5 separate regions of the Sus scrofa genome follow, and regions 1, 2, 4 and 5 are each linked to region 3. The links are chromatin contacts, called in public HiChIP or PLAC-seq maps. All regions are on one chromosome and are shown on one strand. Each heading gives the region's core, a stretch centred on a gene start, on an enhancer-like site or on the middle of the called end of the contact. The rest is flanking DNA. Distances are from core to core; before and after follow the strand shown. Region 1 overlaps FOXP1 (forkhead box protein P1). Region 2 overlaps FOXP1 (forkhead box protein P1). Region 3 overlaps FOXP1 (forkhead box protein P1). Region 4 overlaps FOXP1 (forkhead box protein P1). Region 5 overlaps FOXP1 (forkhead box protein P1).

Region 1 (2,700 bases), core at 62-2,561, 320 kb before region 3:
TTTCTAATTTTAAACTAGAGGAAGTCAGTCAATAAAGTTGACTCTTAATATTGAAACTTTACTAGGTCCAATCTGGAATTGGAAATATGTGATATTTTTTGCCCTGGGTAAACTTTATATTTTTTTAGGTGGGGAATATTTAGATCTTCCATTCATGCAGATTCACCATTTCCTTTATATACATGTTTTGAGCTCATGACATTTTTGTGAGCTGTTTTTTTTTTTTTTTTTTTTTTTTTTAAGTCACAGTTTTGGAGGAAGGAGGGGGGCTTGGAGAAAGTAGGGGTTTTTGAAGAAACCATATCATTTTCCACTTTGAAAAAGATTCTTCCTTAAAATGATGAACTGTGTTTGATTCTGGAAGTGAGCATGCCAGGCACGGGGAGGCAGAATTTCATAACATATAGTTTGTCTCAGATGGAAGACTTTTCTTCCCACCTCCATGGCGCTGCAGGGTAAATTTCTTTTTTTTTGTAGTAAAATATGCATAACATGAAATTGACCATTTTAACCGACTGTGTGATCATTTTAAACATTACTTCAAAGCTGTATGAGCAAAGGGAAGAAACAGATTTTCTTATTTGACCATTTTTACTTTGGGTCTCAAATAGTGCCATCCCAACAATTAGCTGGCCTTCGTTTATTTGAAACCAGAATAGAAAGTCCTCGTGGTACAAACCTTTGCTTTTTGGAGACTTGGGCTGTTTCTCTTCCTATAGAATTCCTCACCCCCGCCTGCCACATCCTTAGCGACACCCATCCGTGGGGGCAGAAAGGGAACTTGAAGGGCCTTTGGGGCAGCAAAGCCCTTGCCATCATGATGTTTGCTTTGGCAGAGCTTTCTGCCTTTGGTTTACAAGGTTGCAGTAAACACTTCCTTTGCATTTCCTGCTTACAGAGCAAGTGGCTTACATGTTGCACCGAGAGAGGGAAATTTCTCATTGCTCTGTTGAAACCTGCGTCTCACCGACCCTTGGAATCACACGGAAGGAGCCTGTGTTTCATTTGTCTGAGTGATCTTCCCCCCCTCCACCTTCCCTTTCCGAAAAGTCCCTTGGCTTGTTGACTTGGAAAAAGCAGGTTTTGAATTACATACAGCAGGTACTGAAGTCGGGCTGCTGGACGCGCTGTTTTCTGGGATGCTGACTTGCTGATAGAAAAGCGAGAACCAGTTTACAGTAGCTCTGACACCACTGTTACCTTTCTCCAGTCCTCTCCAGCTGCTCCCAGCCCTTCGGATGCCTTCGCCGTGCACACAGTTTGTTCTTGGGTGTGAAAGCAAACAGTATTTGAGTTGGCAGCAACTTCTCTTTCAGTGGAGTTTGCTGCCTCGGCAAGAAACCGCAGCGTGAGCTTTCTGCTGCTGAAGGTTTCCACTGGCAGGATGGCCTTTTCCCACATTTCCTTGGTTTAAGGAAACAGATTTTTTTGAACTTTTTTTTTTTTTAAAGACAAAATGCCAACATTTAACAGCTGGAGTTAGTATATAATTTATGGTTTTCACTTTACGTTCTTGTGGATGTAGAAAAATTAAAAATCCATAATTATTGTTAAATTATGCAAGGTTTTGCAAAAAGAGTGATTAAAAATAGACCCTCTGTTATGAGGAATTCAAGAAAGTCATTGTTACCCAAACAGGTATTCTCAATTATTCTATCTTTAATGGTTTTTAATTGTTATAATTTACTCATATTCTATTACATCTCTCAGAGGAGATGTTTCTGAAAGCTCTTTGTTTTTCTTTTGAGGAACAAGTAGGATTTTGTTCATTTGAACCTCTTCAGCTTTTTTTCCCCCCAAATCTTATTTTTTATTTTTTTATATGTCAGCGTGTTTAATCCCCACTTGAGGCAACGCTTCTTGTCACAGTGGTTTTCTCTGGAGAATCTTAACTCTGAGAGCAAAGCAGACTCAGACCTGCTCCCTGCCAAGGTGATAGTCTTGGTGCAGGAAGACCTGCACGCCTCTTGTGGAAGTGACCCACGTCTTTTTTATGCCACAGACTCTCCCTTTGAGGCGAGCTTCAGTTTTCGCACATTCCCTTTTGGAGATGTTTACGTCCACACCTTACAGATTTAGCATATAGATTCCTCATTGGCTGGAGGCCTTGCTAAATTGGTAACATATCAGAATCAGGAATCAAATGCAGGCAACCAATTAAAAAAGTGACTGCATGTTACCTCCAGACAGGTAGTAGTTCTGAGACTGGTGGGTTTTGCTGTTGGTTTTTTGTGTTTTGTTTTGTTTTTTTTTTTTTTTTCTTCTGTTGATAGAGGCAAAGATTCTGAGAAGTTTTATCAACATCCCCAAAAGCCACAGCTTTAATTAAAAAGTGGCTCTAACATGTTTGTTTTCCTGATTTCTCAGAAAATAAAATAGGAAGTGAAAAGGCTGTTCTCCTTGGTACAGTGTGTTGCTCTAAAGATGGTTCGATCTGCATGTTAGATTTAGGGTCAGAACATTAGCTGTGATGAATAACAGGGGACAAAATTTTTCTTTTCTTTTCAAGGATAGTGGCAGTTAATCATTTTTATCTGCCCGCCTTGTAGACTTGATTAGATTTATTATGTATGCCACGTGTTTATGGCATTTTTATTATATGTTGTTAATTTGTTGTAACTGCCACCACATTTTTTTTCCCCTTCTTGCCTTTTCTCCCTAGAGGACCCTTCAAAGCATCTAAGTGTCAACTGTTACCTT
Region 2 (2,700 bases), core at 15-2,514, 430 kb before region 3:
CTTGGCCATGGGCTCCCAGGTCTCCTGGCCTATCTGATTGAGCTACATTAAAAAATTTATAATGATATATGTATTGTATATATATTCTTATATACATACATGTGTATATGAGTGTGTATGAACACGTATACTTACATTATGTGGGTACATAGGATTCCAGGTATAGCATTCTAAAACCTAGGGAGAGCCAGAGGAGAAGACATTCAGTTTGAGTTTTGTGTCAGAGTCCTTGCAGGAAATAGGTGGCTTGTACCTCTTGTGGGTCTGAGAGAACATGGGGAGGGCTCATCGGGAAAGCTGGGGGAGAACAGCTGCATGGGAAGGGCTGCCTGGCAGGAGCTGTGATCTTTCGGAGTCAACTTCCAGTGCCTGGGTGGGGAGAGAGCCTGGTTGCTAAATGCCCCATCTTCTCTGTCCTTCTGAGATGAGACCTCCAGTTGCTGTGCCAGCTGGAAGTTAGAGGACAAGGGTACCCATTGATGCATCCCCACAGGGCTCCCTCCCAGGACACGGCAAGGTGGGAGGTTGAGGCAATACGGCAGATGGAGCATCTGGAGGAGCACGTGGAAAACCGTGCAGTGCATTTTGTTCTGTGAACTCCTTTGGGTATGACCCTGCCATACTCGCTCAGATGATCCCTGGGACAGGTGTGGGTGGGAACGGACTTCCCAGATCTTTAGGGTGGCTAGGGAGCAGTGCTTTCCAAAACGTGGTGCCTGGGCCAGTAGCACCAGCATCACGTGAGGACTTGCTGAAGATTTTCTGGCCCCACCCTGAACCTACCGAATTAGACATTCAGAGGGAGAGAGGGGCCCAGGAATCTGTATTTTATTAGCCCTCCCAGAGGAGAATCTGGTGCTTGGTCAAAATTGAGAACCACTGCTGGCTGTCTTGAGGCATTGGATGGTCAGCAAAGTATGTCACTTTGCAAAGATGGCCACTGTTGTCTTGCTTGGAACTGCCAGTGATGAGCATGTTGTCTGTATCAGTCCGCTGCTTGGCAGCTCTGCAGACTGCCAATCCTTTTTATTTTTAGACTAGGCACTCTTCAAAAGAAATGGAATAATGGATTACATGTAGGCCATGGGGGCTTATCCCCAAGGCAGTTCATGCCTTTAATTTCCAAGTGCTCCTCTCAACCATGCAGGGAAGTACCCGACAGGCCTCAGACTTTGGAGGTTGTTTTTGAAAAACAGATGCAAATACTGCCTGTGCTGTTGTTGTTTTCCCGGTGCCTGGCAGTGTTTGGTAAACAACTTGATTGCTAGGTCTTGGCCTCAGGGAACCACAGCTGCTCTTTCCAGCTCCCTGCAGACTTTTGTACCGAGCAAGGATTGCTTCAGGGAAAAATAAACAGGGGAGAACAAAACAAAAAAACATCACTGTTGTTTTGTGGCTGCCTCTACCTGTTTTCCTGGAGTTGTTTTGCAACCATGGTCCCTGAGCTTTGGTTTCTTATTGGTCCCATGACCCCCCGGGCTTCTGTCTCCATGGTTAGACCACAAAGTGGCCTCTGGTCTTGGAAAGCCCTGTGTAGTAGCCACTGGAAGGATCTATGCATTTTTAAATATGTAAATTGAAAACGGAGAAAGCTTCATTCTTTCTAATGACCCCCAAGATGGTAATCTGGCTTTTCAAATCTCCAGAAAAGCAGATTGAATATGGCACAATTAATGGTTCAGCACTTCTAGGCTTTTCTCTAAAATATCTTAATGGGCTTTTAATTTATTGCAGCTCCTTACTGGCAGGGTTAAGGCAGAGTTGCTGCTGACCCCCTGGGCCCAGGTGCTCTCTGGGGCTCTAGTGAAGTGGAAGAGAACAAAGGCCAGCTGGACCTTCAGCCATGACCTCCCAGGCTGAGCCCCTGGGGCTCCCTGGATTCCTGGCCTGAAGTGGTGCAGCCTCTTCAGAGGCAAGGATGCATCTTCATCAGCGATCCTTGGGGTATCTGGTAGAAATGCAGATTCCGGGGACCAGACTGAGAATCTCTGGACTCTGGGGGCAGGAATCTGCATTTCAACCCGGTACCTTCATTGCAGAGCAGGTTTGCAGTCAGCCTTGGTGACAGAGAGCCAGTGTGAACAAGTGGGCCTGGGTGGGGAGCAAGTGACAGTGTTATCCAACTTTTTTTTGAGACCTGCATGTCATTTTAAGGCATTTACTTTTCATTTACTCACAAGTTCTCCATTACTTTGGCCCCCCTTTCTTCTTAAATCAGGGGACCTTCTTCATGAAATCTTTTTCTTTGGGCCCCAAATGCATCTTTTCTGAATATCCTTGGAGAAGAGTGATAAAATTTTTTTTTGGCTCTGCCCATGGCCTGGCCTATGGAAGTTCCCCCAGGGCCAGGGATTGAACCCAGCTGCAGCTGCAGCCTATACCACTGTTGCAGCAATGCCAGATCTTAACTTGCTGCACCACAAGGTAACTTCCGAAAGGTGATAAATTTCTGTTTGTCTGAAAAGGTCTTTATTTCACTGTCATTTTTGAAAGGTAATTTTTCTGGGCATACCAATCTAGGTAGACAGTTTTTGCCTCTGGGTTGTGTTCTGGATATTTATTTGGATACTGTCTTCTGTTTTTGTTTTTTTTTCTTTTAAATTTCAGTTGCTATGTTTTTCAATTTTAGAGGTCAGAGTTTTGGTTAGAGTTCTAGAGCTTGATTTTATGGTATTATGTATGTACATATAGATGTGTATT
Region 3 (2,700 bases), core at 14-2,513:
CAGGCCTTTGCTTGATTGGAAATATTATCAATATGCTTTCTGGTTTGTAGTAACCTGCATTAACAGCTCAAATGGAAAAATACTTTCCAGTAAAACTCCTGAAATGACCGGGTTAGAATCTGTTGCTTTTTTTTTTTTTTTTAATTGAGGGAAACTAGGTAATCACTGATGTCACCACTACTCCTTTTCCTCATATATTTTGAGGAAAAATGTAAAAATGTTAGAGTTTTGTTGTTGTTTTTAAGGATGGGCCAAAAAAGTTTTTCTGTAAATTGATGGTAGATTAGAGAGGTGATTTCTAGAACTGCCGAAAATGATGAAATTAACCTGGCACTTAAATCATGCCAGTTGAGCCAACAAAGTTTAGCATATTGGTGACTTTTTTTTTCCACACTGTACTCTGTTTTAAATAGCATTAAAGAGCAGTAACTATTTCTGATAGAGGTCATCTTAAAGTGCTCAGTGAGAGTAGCCTGTGTTGTTGCTGTTGTTGTATAAATAAGAAAGGAATTTAGAGAATTATTTCTTAGCGAACGAGTGGCAGATGCTTTCTTCAGCAGCTGTCGTTCTAGAGGGGAAGTAGCTTGGTTCAGCGACGAGGCACGTTGGTGGTTATTTATTTCAACCCCTGTGTCGGGTTAGTTTCCCTCCGCGCGCACAAGCACACTCTGGCGAAGCCGACTCTTGGAAAGAAAGGGGGCGGGGGGAATCAAAGAGGCTGAGGCTTGGTTAAACCAGGGACGTGAAGCGAAAGTTCTCCCGCAAAGGCCGTTTTCGAGGAAGTTCTCCTGTGCTGTCTTTGAGCCCCGCATCCCCTTCCGATTCTAAACAGTTGCTCCAAGCAGTCAGGGCGTGCGCCGGGCGCGCCGGTTCCCCTGCTTTGCCGCTCGGGTTGTTCTGAAAGGCTGGGACAACTCTTTGTCAGTTTCCAAGAGGAAACAAACACGCCACCCCACCAAAAAGCCCCGACCCGGCAGCCCCGGCTGGAGGGAGAGATGCGCGCCGCGCCCGGCTTCCCAGACGTCAGCCAGAGGCGGGTCAAAGGGTTAACAGCAATTAAGCAGAGTTGCTCCCGAAACAAAAGCAGGGTCTCCGCCGAGCGCGATTTCACCTGCCGCGCGGAGGGGGCCGGGGGCGCGGGCGCGGGGCGCGGGCCGCGGAGCCCATTGTGTGGGGCGCGGCGCGGCGCGGCGCGGGGTGTTTAGAGGCGGGTTGTGATTGGTGGAGCAGGGCGGGGCGGGTGGGCGCGGCGCGGTGCGTCTTGTCAGCCCGCGAGCCGGAGCGCCCCTGCGCGCGTGCAGTCCGCCTGCACGCCGAGGCCGCCGGACCCCACGCCCGGCCCGCGCGGGCGCCCCGAGCCGGCTCCCCGCGCCTGGCGGCTACATGGAGAGTGTCAGGTTGGTCCCCATGATTGATCTTTGCCGTTCTGCTCTCCTTCCCCGGGCTCCGCGGTGCCAGCTTCCTGGGGCCTCGCTGGGGAAGGCAGGAGCGCCCGAGGGTTTCTAAGTTGAGTCTTTCGGAAAAAATAATAATAACAATCGCTGTTTACCAACTTGGGTGGGAGTTGTGCTCTGGAAGTGGAGGCGGGGGAGGGGGTGGAGGGGTGGGAAGAAGCAGCTCCAGGCCTGTGGGTCCTGGAAGAGAGAGATTTTACCCCCCTTTCTCTCTCGCTCTCCCTTTTTTTAAATGTTCATGGGTGGGGTGTAGTTGAGAGTTGGAGGAAGTCCTGCTTGTGTTTTGCTCTCGCGCTCTCGCTCGTTCTCTTTTTCTCGTTCGCGATTCTTTTTCTGCCGGTCTGGCCTTCAGGCAGCCACTTTGGTAAAGCCCTCGCCATCACTCCATTCGGGGGACGTATCTGGGGTGTGATTTATGTCACTTTTCAGAGCGTGTGAAATATACAAGGAGCCTTCCGTCTCAGCGTAACCCGGGTGGATGTTTCTTTGCTTCTGATAGTTTGTTTCTATATCTGTCTAGGCTATTTTCAGCTTAGCTGTTCAAATTCAAGGAGTTCATACACAGTTAAGGGTGGAGGGAGACGAATAGAGCCCCGTACCAAGACGGCCAGACCGGCGGAAGGACACTTAGGCAGGTTGAGGAGCCTTAGCCTCTGTTGCAGTACTTTGCTGGTTAATTAAGTAGTGAGTGGGGTTTGGGTAGGACGCGAAGCCGACTGAGGAATTGCTACGGGGTACTCCCATCCGAACCGGCTCTGAATGTAGCTAACTCAACTGTCAGATCTGCCTGAAAGAGGGTCGGTCGTGGAAACAGACTTTCTCCCCCCACCACCCCCCTCAAGTGTCGTGATGGGAAGGAGGGGATCTTTAGGAAGTGGGTGGTAAAGTTTTAGAGCAAAGTACATATAGACTCTTCCTCTTTGGGATTAACTCCTTCAAGGCCTGCCGGTTAGGAGTGAAATATCTAATAATTTTATATTCTTGTCCACACAGACCAAATGTTCTAATCAAGCCAATTTAAAAATGCAAATCACCTAATTTCCATAGATTCCAACATTTTGAAAGTGACACATTTGGGGGAAAAATTAAGCCTGATAACAGGAAATGTGAATCATACTATCAATGACTAATCTGCTTAAGAAAAAAAAAATAAGTTACATTTATTTTATTAGGAAGTCAGTGTTAAAGAAGCCATTTTTTTTTAACTTTAAATCAAGTGTCCCTTTCTTTTTTTTTAAGAAGTGGC
Region 4 (2,700 bases), core at 154-2,653, 470 kb before region 3:
ATGCATATATACATTTTATTTCTTTCTATTAGCTATTTATCTTTTCCTTTTTTAGGTCTCTTTGGAGAATCAAGACTAAAATGTGTAAGGGACCAATGTCATAGAAATTAATAAAGGTATAAATAATGAAAAGATACACATTTTTGAAACATAACTTTAAAAGATTGCCATAGCATTGGTCTCTTTGGCATATGTTAGCCTTGATTTTCCTAAAAGACATAAAAAGAAAAATAGTATGTATATGTATATGCATGTCTATACATCTGTACGCACACTCAGTATAGAGGAAATAAGGTGATAATTTCATATCTTTACAAAAATATTCAAAAGAGATCCACTTCAGACACATGGATTTCCCTGAAGATCACTTCTACCTATTTGTGGTGGTCTAAGGTTTCTGGCACTTTATTAGTCAGATTGGAAGCAGTTGAGCAAACCACAAAGGAACAATGCCGCCTGATTGCTCTAAGCATCGAATTAGGGGACTCAGGCAGGTAGTGCTCGGGTTTCCTGTGAGCCTGTTCACTGAACCCACTTTGTTTTGAGGCAGAGACTAGGAGATGTCAGTTCCACACCAGGCTTACCTGGCCACATCTGCATCATGGCCAGCAGAGAGCCATGTAGATAAGTTGTCACACACACACCCTTCGGTCGGCGCCTCTCAGGGCCATTATTGCACATCACAGCCTGATGCTGGGGCCCAGTGTGGCCGGGTGGCTGACAAGGGCTCGGCACCATCGACCACGGGCTAGTGAGGACACGGAGGTCCCACAGCCACAGTCGCCACAGTCACTACTGTTCACAAACAGAGCTTGGTGCCCATTGCGCCCTGATCCTCCTCAATCCTTTTTCAAGTGGAAATTTTGCAAGTTGATTTCTGCAGCGTGCGTAGTATGATTTGGCTGACGGCAGTTTCTGGCAAAAGAAATAACCAAATTATTATTCAGTCATGGGTTTTTAACAGCCGCAAAGCAAGTGGATGTTAACTAAATGATGCAATTTATTCCCTTCCCTCTTATTGCCAGCTTGCCTATTACAGAACGACTGCCAGTTTTCAATAAGTGGTACCCAGATGGTATTCGCATGCCGCCCACTTGGTTACAGAGCCGAAGCGGGGAATAACTCGGCAGACACTACAAGCTGTGGGTCAATTGAGGGGGAATGCCTGTTGCTTCACAGTTTTGCATATGTAAATCTGTTAATGTTATGTCAGTATTGTGCGGGCTAAACACAAGCATTGCCTTTCTCTGGGGGCCCAGCTGAACTTGGACCGCAGCCCAGTCCTACCGAGGCTCGGAGAGCGAAGCTGCAGTTTGAGGATGCTGCACAGCCTGCTTCCCTCCACTCCCGCCGTGACGCTCTCTCGGTATCCGCAGCCCGAGTTGGATGCAGGAAGCGTCTGCCATAGGCTGACTCCATAATAGGACAGGCAGGCCCGGTTTTATGAGGTTGGATGCAGAGGGTGGAGGAGTGTGAGCGTGTGTCTATTTTTAGGCCAGCCTTCAAGACAGTTCCCCGGGCCCAGCCTGCGCCTGCCTGCCTCGCTCACACTCGCCTCTGTGTGTCTGCCACACTTCTGCTCTCCATTTCATCAACTGCAGATGTGGCACACAGCCGTCTTAGAAGAGTCATGAACTGTGTCGTCTGCGCAGCTTAACAGCCAACATCTGTTGCAGCAGGCTGAAGGGAGAGGCAGGGAAATCATTTTTGGGAATGCATTCAAGTGCCTCAACTTAGCCTCTTCTTGGGCCTGCGCAGACAATTATTTTACACTAATTGCAACAAGATAGCAGCTATAAAAAGTAGGTTGGAAGCCCTCTCCTGCCCCACCCCCAACCTCTTGTGAAAGTTGCAGTCACAAAGGGTAGTCCTTTTTTTTTTTTCCCTTTTTTATTGTGGTTTGCGTCTTGTTCTCAAAAGCTTATTACATGGGGTGCAAACAACAACAAAAATGCTATAAAAAGGCAAGAATCGTAATATGGTTAAGAGCTAAAAAGACCTATAGTGTTGGTGTAACCAATGAAAATATTCCTGCAGGTATTGTAAAATTTATGTGCCATATGAAAAACATTAAGGGTGTTGTTTTTTCATGGAGGAAAATGTTCATCGTTGAGCCATTTTGTAAATTATTTTAATGCTGCGTTTCTGCTTAAACCTCATGATTTTGATATATAAACCAGTTTAATGTTTTCTGCACAGACCCTGGCTTTTCTTAAATTTTATATATTGGAAAGCCCATGTTTGTATTGGACCTTCTGGTTTGTTTCATATTGAAAATCCGTCTTCCATGGCCCTGTGCCATGTGGCGAAGGAATAGTTTGACACGAGTCAAGCCTCGAGTGTTGACTTTTGAGTTCTGAAAACTTGGCGAGACTGTGTTAATAAATACATAGAGGCGCTTGGTGGGTTTTTTCTTTTTCTTTTTTTTTCTTTTTCTTTCTTCCTTTCTTTCTTGTTTTTTTTTTTCTTTCTTTTTTTTTTTTTTTCTTTTTTTAAGGAGTCATTTGGCCACAGTAAGAATAGCATCCCCACAGTATGGATTTTCTAATACCTTGGTCTGTTCTCAACTTTCATCCCCTTGTAATAGAGACAGCATTGCATTTAGTACCCAGGTCTTTTTTTTTTTTTTTTTTTTATGCCCTCAGAGTAAATGTTAGTTAATTACGCATTCCAGCATCTCTGATTCTCTTGAAAGATTTG
Region 5 (2,700 bases), core at 20-2,519, 370 kb before region 3:
TCCGTTCATCCATCCACCCACCCACCCCTCAGGCAGTTCATTTCAATAGATATTGATCAAGTACCTCTGATGTACCCGGTGCTAGGGTTTTTAATACTATGTGCTAGCAGGCTTGCGGCCTGGTCCCGTGACCCAGATGCAGATGAGACATTCGAACCACAGGGAGTGTGACAAAGAAGGGCCCTTCTAAAAGGGTGCACTGACTTTGTCTTTTGAATACCATGGAGTTCAAGCAAACTCAGAGTTCCTAGAACCTCTTGAGAAGCTCTCTGGATGGCGTTCATTTTTATTTTCAGAACTTCAGGAGGCAGTCTGTTACATGGGAAAGATGCCTTCTGTATCAGCCGTGTTCCGCCTACAAGCAAGACACTGGGGCTGCCATGTCCATTGCTGGGGGTGTGGGGGAGTTGGGCAGTGGACACCCTTTCTGGCTGTCCATGGCAGCCTTGATTCTGACAGACCTGTGTTTGAGTCTTGCTTTTACCACTTACTTGTGAGCCAGCGCGTGTCTAACTCTTCCCAAATTTGGTTTCCTCTTCTGTGAAATGGAGATGGGGTTATTGTACCTGCCTCACCAGGTGCCTTAGTGAAGACGAAGGAGAAGAGGCTTTTTAAAGCCCTTGAGTGCCTGCCGCATGGTCTGTGCTCAAGATGTAGTCACCACTGCAGTTAATGGATGAATGATCGCCTTTCACACATTGCCCCCCGCTTCCTCCCCAGCCACACGATGCATTTTGAAAGGGATATCCTTCACATTCGTTTTCCAGAAAATTGAGGTCACCGACTTGTTTCCTTCTTGACCTCTCCACCCTGCAGTCCCCATGCCATCTCCGCCACCCCCACCCCTGGAGCTGAGTTACAGCGGGGGATGGGGGGGGTGGGGGGAGGCTGTTTGGAACATCCCTGGTGAATGTGTCTTGCCTTTCTGTCTCTAGCAGGCCTCTGTGATTTTGGCTGCTTATCTAATCCCCAAGAAGGAGACCCACTCCTCAGCCCTGGGGAGGCCAGTTGTGGGCTGGCCCGTATTAATACAATTATGAAGGTTAACAGGAAAAAGTGGGGTCCAGGAGCAATTCCAGGCAGCTGGCAGCCCTGCTGAATTGGAAGCGCCCCACCAATGAAAACTGCAGCGAGAAGCAAATTAAACCTCCTATCTGCCATCTCTCTCTCTTCTTTCCCCTTTCCTGTTTGGACTTGAAAGGCGATTGGAGCCAGGGCCCTGACAGTTGACGGAAGTGCTGCAAGGGGGGAGTATTTATTTACAGTGAGTCGTGGCGATGCTTGTTCAGGATGCGGTTTCTTGCAGGAAGTTCTGTCCCCACCCCCGGGTTTGATCATTTCTCCAAAAAAAAAAAAAAAAGATCCTTGATTGTTTGAGGCCTCCGCTCTGACATGGAGCAACACTGGGTAACCTGTCTGTACTTGGAGGGTTTGCTGAGCGCACCTTGGAGGAGGGCCTGGAATGGGGCAGCAGGCAACCAGTGGGCCCAGCTCCCCTAGATGTGTTCAGGCACAGAGATAATCATTAGGCATTTAAAATAGGGAAGTAGGCCGAGTACACGTGCTGTAAGCTGTGGTTGGCTCAGGCCATTCTGTTCGTTAACAGAAACCAGTGCCAATTGAGGATGTTGTACTGGGTGTTTCAGAGAGAGAGATCACTTTGAGATGATTTTGGGGGCTTCAGTGCCTATGTAGCTAGTATCTGAGTTATAAACCATTCAGCCTGGGGCTGCTGAAGCTCTTTTGAAGCTGAATGCCAAACCATGGGTCCCAAGTTTGGGGGGCTGCCTGCCTTTGGCTATTTGTGGACTGTGGAGAGAGAAGAGGGAAAAGGGAAACAGGATTGCAGTGAAAAATTTATTTTGGTATTTTTCTTAAGCCCTCATAAGACCCTGTAATGTTATAGAATTTTCTCATAAACCAACATATATTCTTCATATGTAAAAATAGAAAGTGAGGAAACATTACCAAAGGATATAAAATGGAAAATTTTCCTCTTTTTCTTTTTGCTTTTTAGGTGCCACACCTGCAGCCTATGGAAGTTCCCAGGCTAGGGATGGAATCAGAGCTACAGCTCCTGGCCTGCACCACAACCATAGCAACACGGGAACGGAGCCTTGTCTGTGACCTATACCGCAGCTCACAGCAATGCCAGATTCTTAACCTACTGAGCAAGGCCAGGGATTGAACCTGCATCCTCTTGGTTACTAGTTGGGCTTGTTACCGCTGAGCCACAACAGGAACTTGCTAAAATGGAAAATTAAATCTCCCTCCCCCAGGGTCCCTTCTTAAGTCTTTTCAGTCCTGAAGGGCTAGCACTGCCAGCATCACCTGGGAGCTTATCAGAGATGCAGGTTCTGGGGCCCCAATTAGAGACCTACAATGAGAGGACCACGTGGCATGGAAATCTGTGTTGTAAACAAGTGCTCCTTGGGGTTCCAATGGCCACTAGTGTTTGAGAACCACACACTTCAGACTATAGCTTTCAGACTTGAGTGTATGCCAGAATCTCTTGGAGGCCTGGTTCCAGCTACAGGTACCCAAGCCCAATACCCAGAAACTCTGATTCCAGAGGTTGCTAGTAGAACCTGGCAATCTGCATTCTTTATATTTTGGGGGCAAGCATCCTGTCCTGCTGTCCCCCTCCCCACGGTAGTTCTGAGGTGGTGCTCCTGGACCTTTGATAAACTATGACTTTTG

Evidence for each region. HiChIP or PLAC-seq counts read pairs in DNA pulled down with a chosen protein or histone mark.
Region 1: a contact with region 3 is called in an H3K27ac HiChIP or PLAC-seq map of alveolar macrophages. The contact joins two enhancer-like sites. A contact is called at or near these places in 2 of 47 Hi-C or Micro-C datasets (embryonic fibroblasts and skeletal muscle) and 2 of 2 datasets of contacts at active chromatin or transcription factors (alveolar macrophages and skeletal muscle).
Region 2: a contact with region 3 is called in an H3K27ac HiChIP or PLAC-seq map of skeletal muscle, with 3 times the contacts expected there. The contact joins two enhancer-like sites. A contact is called at or near these places in 1 of 47 Hi-C or Micro-C datasets (embryonic fibroblasts) and 2 of 2 datasets of contacts at active chromatin or transcription factors (alveolar macrophages and skeletal muscle).
Region 4: a contact with region 3 is called in an H3K27ac HiChIP or PLAC-seq map of skeletal muscle, with 3 times the contacts expected there. The contact joins two enhancer-like sites. A contact is called at or near these places in 1 of 47 Hi-C or Micro-C datasets (embryonic fibroblasts) and 2 of 2 datasets of contacts at active chromatin or transcription factors (alveolar macrophages and skeletal muscle).
Region 5: an H3K27ac HiChIP or PLAC-seq map of alveolar macrophages shows a contact between it and region 3. The contact joins two enhancer-like sites. A contact is called at or near these places in 2 of 2 datasets of contacts at active chromatin or transcription factors (alveolar macrophages and skeletal muscle).

What each region holds. Positions count from the first base shown.
Region 1 is chr13:52,776,677-52,779,376 of Sscrofa11.1, reverse strand. All of the region lies in intron 3 of FOXP1 (forkhead box protein P1), which reads left to right. Among named protein-coding and RNA genes, the nearest start is that of FOXP1, 200 kb to the left of the region's middle. Within about 2 kb of position 1,311, at least 31 of the 83 cell types and tissues checked have an H3K27ac peak or open chromatin away from gene starts, as enhancers often do. A contact at or near this core is called in alveolar macrophages and skeletal muscle, where this site is marked.
Region 2 is chr13:52,881,390-52,884,089 of Sscrofa11.1, reverse strand. All of the region lies in intron 2 of FOXP1 (forkhead box protein P1), which reads left to right. Among named protein-coding and RNA genes, the nearest start is that of FOXP1, 92 kb to the left of the region's middle. Within about 2 kb of position 1,264, at least 3 of the 83 cell types and tissues checked have an H3K27ac peak or open chromatin away from gene starts, as enhancers often do. A contact at or near this core is called in skeletal muscle, where this site is marked.
Region 3 is chr13:52,455,759-52,458,458 of Sscrofa11.1, reverse strand. All of the region lies in intron 7 of FOXP1 (forkhead box protein P1), which reads left to right. Among named protein-coding and RNA genes, the nearest start is that of FOXP1, 520 kb to the left of the region's middle. Within about 2 kb of position 1,263, at least 67 of the 83 cell types and tissues checked have an H3K27ac peak or open chromatin away from gene starts, as enhancers often do. A contact at or near this core is called in alveolar macrophages and skeletal muscle, where this site is marked.
Region 4 is chr13:52,928,319-52,931,018 of Sscrofa11.1, reverse strand. All of the region lies in intron 2 of FOXP1 (forkhead box protein P1), which reads left to right. Among named protein-coding and RNA genes, the nearest start is that of FOXP1, 45 kb to the left of the region's middle. Within about 2 kb of position 1,403, at least 35 of the 83 cell types and tissues checked have an H3K27ac peak or open chromatin away from gene starts, as enhancers often do. A contact at or near this core is called in skeletal muscle, where this site is marked.
Region 5 is chr13:52,828,055-52,830,754 of Sscrofa11.1, reverse strand. All of the region lies in intron 3 of FOXP1 (forkhead box protein P1), which reads left to right. Among named protein-coding and RNA genes, the nearest start is that of FOXP1, 140 kb to the left of the region's middle. Within about 2 kb of position 1,269, at least 19 of the 83 cell types and tissues checked have an H3K27ac peak or open chromatin away from gene starts, as enhancers often do. A contact at or near this core is called in alveolar macrophages, where this site is marked.